Linked DNA regions of Rattus norvegicus: region 1 is linked to region 2. The links are chromatin contacts, called in public Hi-C maps. All regions are on one chromosome and are shown on one strand. Each heading gives the region's core, a stretch centred on a gene start, on an enhancer-like site or on the middle of the called end of the contact. The rest is flanking DNA. Distances are from core to core; before and after follow the strand shown.

Evidence for each region. A called contact is a pair of places that touch in the nucleus more often than the background predicts.
Region 1: a contact with region 2 is called in a Hi-C map of kidney, with 2.0 times the contacts expected there. The contact joins the promoter of Ankrd33b here to the enhancer-like site in region 2. A contact is called at or near these places in 2 of 12 Hi-C or Micro-C datasets (both in kidney).

The regions. Positions count from the first base shown.
Region 1 is chr2:84,067,335-84,073,206 of GRCr8, forward strand. Ankrd33b (ankyrin repeat domain 33B) reads right to left here and starts at 2,245. Exons shown (of 4, transcript NM_001191565.1): 1 at 1,892-2,245. The coding sequence starts at 2,245.
Region 2 is chr2:84,015,557-84,020,888 of GRCr8, forward strand. The region is part of intron 2 of Ankrd33b (ankyrin repeat domain 33B); the gene reads right to left. Among named protein-coding and RNA genes, the nearest start is that of Ankrd33b, 51 kb to the right of the region's middle. Within about 2 kb of position 3,620, at least 10 of the 93 cell types and tissues checked have an H3K27ac peak or open chromatin away from gene starts, as enhancers often do. A contact at or near this core is called in kidney, where this site is marked.

The sequences.
Region 1 (5,872 bases), core at 995-3,494, 50 kb after region 2:
AGTCTCACCTCAGGGCACACAGAACAAAGGCCTGGTCCTCTGACCCAGAGATAAAAACCAAGGCCGGACTCTTTTTCTCAAGTCCCCAGGCACATCTAATGGATGCAAACGGATGGAAGACTCAAAGCAGAACAACAAAGGCCCTTCAGTCTCTATCTTCAAAATCAAAGGAAGAGAAAAGCACCAAGAGAACGCTCGGGCACAAGACTGGACCATGTTCTCTTCAGAACAGCAGAGAAAAACTAGGGTGAAAGATGGTGAGCAAAGGCTGTGTATGTGGGACTTCTCTGGACTGTGGGCAGGATGGCACTTCGGGATCACAAACCACACAGAAGGGACTGTGGCCGCCGGTGAGCTACACAGGAGACAAACAAGAGCTGAGGAAAGCTGCTACCGGTCCCCTCCTGCCTCAGGGCCTGGGAGGGGCTCTCCAGGGGTTCTGGAATTCAGTCCTGTCAGTCTCAAACCTTCTGTGCAGGGTTTAACTCACTCTCAATTTCCTTTGCTGTTTTCAAACTTTGGAATTTTTTGCCTCTCTCCAGAAAACATGATAAAGCTGAGAGGCCAGTGACCACTCACAGGTGAAAACTTCCAAGCAAAGACCACCCCCAAGCCGCTGCTATGCTTGTTCAGGAAGGGAAGGTTTCTAACGCCAACACCTGACCCGGAAAACTCGCTTACTTAATCTGAAAGTGGAGCAGAGCAACAGCCCCCTGAGCCTCTCTCCCGCTGTTTGCCAGCTGGAAGAGTCACCACAGACACCAGAGTGGTGCTGACCTCATCAGACCCGTCTCCTGTCATATCACAAGCACAAACCATTCCTCCAAGTTCAAGGTTGTCGGGTTATCAAAAGCAGAAAGGGACACGCTGGCTTCACACTTGCCTAAGCCTGACCCAGACTGCCTTCAGGCACAAAACATTGCGCATATACAGCCCCAGGATAAGCCAAAGGCATCGGGTCTCCAGGTCCCTATATTAAAGCGCAAATTTCCTGTCAGCTGGCGACTCCCAAGCAGAAGCACAGGCGTCCCTAATTTGTGCAAGGCTGAGTCTGCAAAAACCACGGGGCCTCTGGGAACATGGAAATCAGGGGAGGTTGTTTGTCCACCCAGCAGAGACTAATGGGGACACGGCCACAGCGGTCACTTTCCCAGCTAGTGTTCAGTGGGAACATCTCTCCCAACTTTTTTTCTTTTCTCAAACTTTCTTGCTATCTCTGAGTCTCGGCGTAATTAATAGAGACCGCCTCCTACTTTCCTGCGTGCCGACCCTGGTGCGTGACCCTACTGAGCTGAGCAGCACCTGTCCTGCCTGAAGCGTGGCTGCGAGGGTTGGTAGGCTTCGACCCGCAGCAGTGACCTCACATAGAGCTGGCTAGTCGCCGCGCGGGTCACTAGGAAAAGCAAGGAAAAGGGGTGGCTTAGGTAATGAAAGGAACTGTAGCTTCCAAATCCTAATTCGAGCACCAACGTGTTAGACAAGGACAACCAACAGGAGAGGCCGGGTGGACAAATGGGGCTGGAGGTAGGAAAATGTCCCCTGAAAGTGAGTAGAGACCATCACCTACCCGGGCCTGGGGAAAGTAGCAGTTAGGGAGGCACTGAGTGGAAGGGGCACCCCCACCCCTAAAGATGTCAACACATTTCCAGCATAAAGAATTATTCCCCTAGTGAGAATTCGGGGATCCTCGGGGCGGTAAAGGGGAATCTGGATGGAGTAGGAAGCCGGGCAGGACTATCATCCGCCCGCTCCGCAAATGGGGTCCCAATATCGCCTCACGCCACACAGGAAGGAAGCCGTGCTCTGAGCGGCAGTAGATCTAGGATTGGGATGACACGGAAATGCGGGCGAGGGAGGAGAGCGGAGGGGACCGAAACCTGTCGGGACTTACCCGGCCGTTGCGGTCAGTCTCCCGTGCCTCCTCGGAACTAGGTCCGCGCCGCACTAGCGCCCGCAGCAGCCCCACGTCGTTGGCGCAGGCGGCGCGCAGGAGGGTCGCCGACTCAGGGACGCCCTCCGGGACGCTCTCCGCGCACACCGAGCCGCACTCCTCCTCGCCTCCCGGAGGGTAGAAGGAATCGTCCGATGCGATGCTGCGGGTGTCCGGCAGACTCGAGAAGTCTTCGTACTCCTCGTAGTCCGCTGGGTCGTCCCCTGTCTGTACGCTCCGGGGTGGCGTCGGCGACTGTGGGGACAAGCAGCGTGTCCCGCCGCCCTCCGGCCCGGGCCCAGCCAGCAGCACCATGCTGGAGGCCAAGGCGCGGGCCGGGGGCTAAGACTCGGGTTAGAGGGACAAGTACACGAGGCGCGCCCCGGGGTCACCGACCCTTGCCCGCTGCGTTCACACAAGAGCAGGAGTCCCACACGCTCCAGCCCGGCGGAAAGCGGCTCCAAGCGGCTGCGCTCCCGGAGCAAAGTCACTGGCGACTGGAGAAAAGCCCCTTGGGTGGGAGGAGCCGCGGGGGCTTTCCCTGCCCCGTCGGGCGGGGTGAAAGCAAGGCAGAGGGCGGGGCGCCTTCCCCGCTGGAGTCCCGGGCGCAGCGGAGGTCCTCTCCAGACCGCGCCACCACCCCCCCACCCCCGCCCGCTTGGTCCGGAGCAGGGGAAAGCAGGAGCGGGAGATCCAGAAGCTGTAACTCCAGAGGCTGAGAGCCAGCCTGAGAGACAGCCCCCCCCTCCAAGGGCCACTCCCTGGGGACCGAAGCGGAGATGGGGTCCCGAGACACCAAAGGCTAAGCAAGTTTCCAGCGTCGGAAAGTACCCGCACCTGGAGACCCGCCCCTTTCCCACTCCCCACTGAGGACGGTAATCAGCCCCGGGGGCCGAAGGGGCAGCCTTAGGACCTGTCACCTCCCAGGCAGTCGAGTTCTGGACCAGTTGCACTTCTGAGACGCCCTGGAAACTTAACTCTCTTGGAGCATGGAAAGGTGTCCACTCTTGGACGGAGGGTGGAGCTGTCCACTCTGGAGGAAATTCCACCTTGGGGAGAACCTGTTCTATCGACCCTGATCCAAATAAGGGCCGGGGGCTGATTTGGGGGACTAACCCGAAAGAGGCAGGGTCTGCAGAGTCTCTAAGTCACCCAAGCTGGCTGTGGCTGGGAGGTTGATAGGAAAGAAATCTTGGGGAGATGGAAGGGTGATAGGAACCTCACGGGAGGATATCTGGGTGAAGAGGGACAGCACCTGGCCAGAGTCGTGAGGGGGCTCCACTCTCCCTCACCTCTGGTCATTTTCAATGACGGGGAGGGGGGGGGTGGGGAGACGGTAACGCGTCGTGGCAGATGAACCAGAAATGGCCAGAGACCGACCGGCTTTGATCCAGGGCCAGAAACAAACACTTCAAAAACTGAGATTATTGACCATGGAACTGCCTGCTGGGACGTGTGTGGAAGGATTTCTCACCTGTAGCCCCTCACTTTAAAGAGGAGGAGGTGGTGTGACCCTGTTCTAGAGGAAAACCTGTACATCCTAGCTGTGTGTCTCATGAGCCAGCAAAAAGCCACTCACTTCTCTCTCACCCCACTGCCTCCTCTTCATTTCCACCCATCTCCAGGCACGCCAGCCCGTGGGAGGCCCCAAGGGGAACACGACTGAGCTCCTGGAGACAAGACACAAGGAGCCTGGATGTGGGTGGGCAAGTCAAAGGGCGCAGGGCATGTTCATGCCTGCAATGTACTCCAAACAGGCACTGTAGGCTGAAAAACATTCTAGAGTCCTAGAGTGCCTGATGCCCCGCGCTGGGCCAGCCATACTGAGGTTTTCAGAGGAGCTGGGGTGCTGGGGCTTTCTTTCTGAAAACCAAAATCCCCCACTCCCAACCACTGGTCAACTTCTCACTATCTGTAACTCTCTACAGCTGCATAAATTCCCGCAGGGAATTTCCCCTTTCCCGATCAACTTCTGTTACAGGGACTCGGGGGATTTACAAGGGGCAGTTGCCCGGCTAAACCCTGTGTGCTACAGTGAAGTTGGTGCACGGGGTTGCTGGCCTCGCTCTCCTCCCAGTTAGGCAGAGGGTTGCTTTAAATTCTGAATCCACCACCATCATCCCCAACCCCATGGGACAGGTTCGGGGACAGAGCTATTTCTGAGGATGGGGGAGGAACGTCCTGAAGCCAGCTGGAGCTTATCAACACTGATGAGAGGAGAACGGTTACTTATCAACTTCCTCTTTTCTTTCTCAGAAGTTTAAGTCCAACTAGCGCTGAGAATCATTTGCCATTTAAAGATAAACAGGAACAGAACTGGTGTATAACTCAGCGGCATGCCTAGGATATAGGTTTGGTCCCCAGCACTTGAAGGATGGGAAGGATAAATAAAACAGCTCCAAAGGAGTCCTAATAGGGGTTGTCTGTCTGCCTGCCTGCCTGCCTGCCTGCCCGCCTGCCCTACCCCCACCCTACCCCATCTTTAAAAGCATATTTTTCTTCAGCCTGGCAGACACTATGCCTGTTTTTTTTTTTTTTTTTTTTTTTTGCTTCTTTTTTTCGGAGCTGGGGACCGAACCCAGGGCCTTGCGCTTCCTAGGCAAGCGCTCTACCACTGAGCTAAATCCCCAACCCCGACACTATGCCTGTTATCCCAGTACTGAGGCACTGAAGAGGGAACATTTTGAGGTAATGTTCAGCTACACAGCAAATTTGAAGCCAGCCTGGGCTACATAAGACTCAACTTCAAAAATAATTATGTGTATGTGCATGACATCCACACACTCCTTTCCCACGATGGCAATAGATCCCTCGCCTTTGAGAAGGTGAAGAAAGTAAACAGAGATCAAAATGAGCCATATGTATATACTATGAGGGAAAGAAAGATTTTATTCCTTTTTATTTTTTGTGGAGCTGCCATTTACATATGTGAACAAAATCTCTGTGACAAAGAGGAACAGCTTATCAAAGCTTCATAAGGACAGAGGCTCATTCTTAAATCAGTAACAGCATTGTGAGAAGTTGTGTTTATTCAATGAATTGTCTATGAGTTTTAAAGGTATGTCTATAATATATACAAGTATATGATATATTATACATAGATCACTTTGTCCTCATAATTTAATAATTTGCCTTTACAGTATTAAAGTATTTTCAGCACTACCTTAGGTACTGTTCTGTATCAGGCTTTTCTGAGTTTTAGGGCTAGGCTGGTGGGACGACTCTAAGCTTAACAACCTGGGCTTAATTCCTGGAACACACATGGCAGAAGAAAATAACCAACTCCAGAAAGTTGTCCTCTGAGCTCTACATAAGTACATGGGCACACACACACACACACACACACACACACACACACACACACGTAAACAAATGCAAAAATAAAGTGTAAAGCCAGGCACACCCATGCCTATCGGATTGCTGCAAGTTCAAACTGAAATGGGGGGCTCATGAGGGTTGGGGGGACGACTGGAGAGATGGATCAGTGGCTCAGCAGTTAAGAGCACGCACTTCTCTAGCAGAGGACCCAAGTTTGGTTCTCTGTACCAATACTGAGCAGATCACGATGGTTCGTAACTTCAGTTCCAAAGGATGTGACACCTTCGCTCTGAGGACATTGTTCTCAAACTCACACACACACACACACACACACACACACACACACACACACACACACACACACTTCAAAATAAAAAGAAATCTTTAGGGCCGAGACATGCCCACCGGTTAGGAGCACTTGCTGCTCTTGCAGAGGACTGGGGTTTGGTTCCTAGTGCCCACAGGGTGGTTCACGGTCATCCTGCAATTTCAGTTGTGAATCCGGTGTCCTCTTCTGATCTCGGGCACCAGGCACACACATGCTGCATACATGCACATACGTATAAAATAATAAATCTTTTTAAAAGTAAAAGTAAATCTTTAGGGCTGGAGAGATGGCTCAGG
Region 2 (5,332 bases), core at 2,370-4,869:
TAGGTTTGTTCTATAACTTACGTGTTGTGGGTAATGCCACCATCGACACTGATATGTAAGTAACTCTGTGGTGTGTACAGCTCCTCTGTTAACCTGTGGCCCCTGTCCACACCCTACCCAGAACATGTAGCCTCCCTCCGTACTTATCTTCTGGTTTTTACAACAATATTCGAACCCTGACCCACAACACAGTGTGCCAAGGTGAGCCCCAGCCCTCTGACTGGCCGAAGACTCCAGGCTCAGTGAATACCTATCTAATAAAAAGATCAAAAGACGCTGCCTCCAGAGAAGCTCCCCTTATCAGATACTTAATAATCATAAAGCATGACCCCATCATTTAAACTTAAATAGCCACCACAGTAATCAATCACTGACTCGTTCCACATTGCCACAAGCACAGATTAAGGCCAAGAGTCCTCCTGTCACTAAAAACAGGGACAGATGAAAAATGTCCTCCTTCACTTGTGCAAATTTAGAAATAGAAATTGTTGGAGCAGTATTCTCAACCTCTGGGTCTCAACCCTTTCACAAGGATCCCATATCCGACATCCTGCATACCAGATACTTACATTATGATTCATAACAGTAGCAAAATCACAGTTATGAAGTAGCAACAAAAATAATTGCATGGTTGTGGGTCACTGCAACATGAGGAACTATGTAAAAGGGTTTCAGCATTAAGAAGGTTGAGAAGCCCTGTGTTAGAGAATTTGGTTTTCCACAGTCTGGTCTGTTTGACTCAGTGTAGTTCTCCAAATCAGGCCAGCAGAGGGAACTGTTGGCTTTGGAACTGCAGAGCCCCAGGAGGTGTGCTGGGATGTCCAGGGAATCCTACTAGAAGAGGGGGAAAAGCCAGAGTTGGAGCAGCAGAGCTGAAGGAGGGGAGGGGAGGGCAGGGCAGGGAAGGGCAGGGCAGGGGAGGGGAGGGGAGGGGAGGGGAGGGGAGGGGAAGGCAGAGCAGTGGCTGGGGCTACTCTGCCTGACTGCTCTGCTCTGAAGCTCTGAAAGCTGGGATTACTGGAAGAGCAGGCAGAGTTAGGAAATCAAAGGCTTGCCAAATTCTAATCTTTGCTTTAAAACAATAGAAGAGGAAGGAGGAGGGAGAAGGAGGGAGGGTGGGGAGAAAAACAAACCCCTCAGAGGACTCAAAGTCAAACAAGATCCTGATGACTGGAGGTGATAAGAAGATTGGTTTAAAAATGAAGGGCTTGGGTTGTACTCACAAGTGCGTGAACACACACACACACACACACACACACACACACACACAGAGCATTTTAAAATAACAAAAGGAGTCTTTTTTAAATAGGGCTGGAGAGGTGACTGGATGGCTAAGACTGTGTACTGCTCTCATAGAGGACCAAGGTTTAGTTCCAAGCGCCTATATAAAGTGGCTCTCAACCCCCATAACTCTAGAGCCAGGGTAATCTGATGTCTCTGGCCTCCATGGGCACCACATACCCCACCACCCCAATATCCCTATGCACATACACAAAAAACATAGTGAAAATAATTTTGTGTTACAAATGAAGGACTGGGCACAGTGGAAGAAGCTGGTAGTCGTGGTTGCCCAGGAAGCCTTCACAGGAGAGTGTTAGGGCCCTGCCTCAAAAGAAGAGCCAAAGGGCTGTGGAATAGCTTGGTGACCTGGCCACTCCTCAGTCTCCACCTCTTAAGGGGCTGAGAGCGGGAAGGGGAAAGGGGTACAGGGGATGGGGATGAGGGGCTGCAGGGGAGGGGAAGGGAAGGGGAAGGGGATGGGAGGGGAAAGGGAGGGAGCGATGGCTCACTGTTAAGAGCATTCTCCTCTCTTCCAGGGAACCTAAGTTTGGTTCCCAGCATCTGCTGCCCTCACAGTGGGTCCCCACATCAGGGAGTTCACAGCAGACATGGCCCTAACCTGTTTTAGTTCCATTTCTTTTGCTGTAATAAAATGCCCTGGGAAAAGTTAATTTAGGGGAGAAAGGGTTTATTCAGCTTAGAATTCTGGGCCACAGTCCCTCACTGAGTGTTAAGACTGCCCATGAGGCAGGAGTTCAACCAGCTAGTCACACCACATTCACGGTCAAGAAGAGAGAGAATGGATACACACTGGTTACTCAACTCACCTTCTCTACCCCAGGAAGCTGGATTCAGGGCTGGGGGTTGGGGAGTAACGGTGCCACCCACAGTGGACAGGGTCTTCCTGTATCAATGTAATCAAAACACCCCCACCCCCCGCCCCAGACATGCTCAAAGTCAGGCTAATCTAGATATCCTTCATTGAGACTCTCATCTCAGGTGATTGGAGACTGTGTAAAGTTGACAATTAAAACTAGCCACTGCACCAGCTCCACACTGGACATCTAGGTGGGATACGGAAGAGAGCCCAGAGGCCATGAGGGCCAGGCAGAGTCGCAAGAGTCTCACAATAAGAGCTTCTAGCCAGGTGAAGGGGACAAAAAGATTAAAACCACAACCCCAACAGCATTATCCTAGCCATTTATGATAGTTCGAATGAGAACAGCCGCTTCCATTGGCTCATGTATTTGAATGCCAGACTCCAGTTAGTAGAACTGTTTGGGAAGGATTGGGAGGCATAGCCTTGTTGGAGGAGGTGTGGCCTTGCTAGAGGAGGTGTGGCCTTGCTGGAGGAGGTGTGGCCTTGCTGGAGGAGGTGTGGCCTTGCTGGAAGAGGTGTGGCCTTGCTGGAGAAGACCTGTCACTGGGAACAGGCTTTGAGATTGCAAAGGACAGAGAATAAAGAATGGTGGTGTAAAGCCTGACATTGGGTGGCATGGTTACCATGGTTACTTGGAGACCTGCTGAGTGCAGATTAGTAAAACAGCCTTAAAGGAGGGAAGACTTTCACACACAAACTATAGTGACTTTACTGCAAGCAGCAATTTCTAGACAATGGTCGAAATTAAGAAATCAAGCTGAGAAGAGGGCTGTGACCTCCCTGGAAAACCAACAACCTCCCTTTCCTGTTTAACACGTGAACTTACAGTGCCTTTGTGCCCCTCTAAAGGCACCTCATGCAGGTCAGCGGTGCTACTGCCGAAGTGGCTCCTGAGAGGCTCTCCCATGACATCTGCGTGGAGAACCTGAGACCCAGGTCCTCACAGTGGGTCTCCTAATCAGCACACTAGCTTCCGACACTTGGTGACAGGCCCAGACTGTTAGAACACAAACTCCTAGCATAAGGACGGGCGCTCAGTGCTTTAAGCAGCTCTGTGGGTGGATTACACAGGACAGGTTCTACAGATGCAGGAGCCAGGCTGTGAATGCAACTCGTCATGGGGCTAAGGTTGCCTCTGGCATTTCCAAACAAACTAGGAAAAGACCTTCATCAGACTGAGACCATTAAGACAAAAAGGGGGGGGGGTGCTGGGCGTGCCAGAGGTAGAGGGCTTGTGTGGTAAGTACATAAGAGAGGCCCTAGGATTGCTCCCAAGCACCAAGGAAAAGCTTCTCAATTTACATTTTAACAGCTGTGCACACCTCCTCCCTACTGCATCCTAAGCAATCTGCAGAACCAGAAGCCTGGGCAGGCAGAATCAGGTTGAAGCCTGGGCTGCTGGCTGTGGGCAGGGGTGAGGCGGGCACAAACAACCCAGCCAAACACAGGGTGGCTGAGCAAAGTGGCAAACAGGGGGCATTAACAGAAGCCAGGGAACGAGGAAAAACAACGTTAGAACAAAAGGTTAAGAACAGAAAAATAGGTTTTCTCTTTTAATCCAAGAAACCCTTACGCAGACATCAGGCACTAATTATGGTTGCCTCTGCAGGGCTGTGTAACAAACCACCAACCACCGGCCATATGTGGCCAAGAACAGCTGCCAATGCAGCCCAACCCAAAACTGTAGCTGTACTGAAAACCTTATGAGGGTTTCCTCGTTGCTTTGTGTGGTTTTGTTTGTTTTCTTGGTGTTTGGTTAGTTTGTTTCTGGTTTTTCTTGGGTGTTTTTGTTGGTAACTGAATCAATTAGTGCCAGGTCCCAGCCCTCCAGTGACAATGTAGACTCAGCTGAGGCTGCCCTCCCACCAGGTAAACACTCAGCGCTCCTCAGAAGCTATGTAGAGTGGGTTTGTTTGCCAGGAGAAGCCTCAGGAGAGGGCACCTAGTTCTCTATTAACTCCAACAGATCAGAGCCCCATGCTAATGCTAGCTCCCAGGCTGTTCCAGCTGACCTGCCCTCCTCCCTCCGCAGCACGCCCCCTTATACCTGGTAGGACTCTCTCCCTCACTTTTGCTGTCCTCTCTGCTCCCATTGCCCTGGCTATTGCCAGTCTGCTCTCTCCCAGCTCCCTTCTCTCTGATCCTCTTAGTCCCTGAAATTAAGCTGCCCCCCACCCCCACCCTGTGCCTTATTCTCTATTTTACCTATAATAAAAAAAAACCTTCCCCTTTAATTATGGAGTGGCCATTTCCATGCAGTATTTTGGTCTGTTTGTTTTTAGCTACCTGCCTTGCACACATCCAGTCTCAAGCTTGAATGCGAACCCTGTAGACAATAGCTTCCTGTAGCAATGTCAGAAGGTTGGACACTCCTTCTGGGAAGGAGAAGCTGGGAGAGGAGAGTCTTTGCTCCTATTCACCCCTTGTTTGCTTGCAGTTCTTTCCAAACACTGGGTACCACATTTAACACAAGCAGCACACAAGACGAGCAACCAGGCCTTGTGTTAGGGGGCCTTGTACAGTCAAGTTGACCACCCTCCAACTGCTCGACCCAGGGCAGGGTCAGTGGATGTGACCATGCCACCCCACAACCCTTTAGTGCAAGGCAGCCACTCTAGCTCACTGACAAATAAACCCAGGGCTGTCTGAAGCGAGCCCCCCAGTTCCCCGGGCCAGCGGATACCAACCACCCCAGGCAAAGTGTCGGCTCAACTTTAGCCCTCACAAACCCCATACCATAGAGTTGTGGCATTGGGAGAGCAAAAGAAGAAAGAGTACAGCCCCAGGCCACTGAGAAAGTCCCATTACATCCACTGACCCTGGACCCAGAGCACAGCTCCAGAGTCTCCGGCTCAGGATCCAGGTCACCAGGAAATTAAACCAGTATATCCCTATATAAAGATATCCCTATATAAAGAGGAGAAGCAGGAAGAAAGTGGAACTCAAAACACAGAGGACTGTGTGACAGAACCTCAGCAATGTCCCCAGGACCTAAGGGTGTGCACAGCTGCAGCAGAAGAATCTGGACATTCCTCTGGCCACCATAGGTCTCCTTCAGGACATCAAGCAGATGGGGTGTGACACCTCACTGATGTCACGTGGTTTAAAGAGCAGCCAAACTATTAGGGATATAGCTCTTGCAGAGCCCTCACCTATAAGGACGTGGTGGGA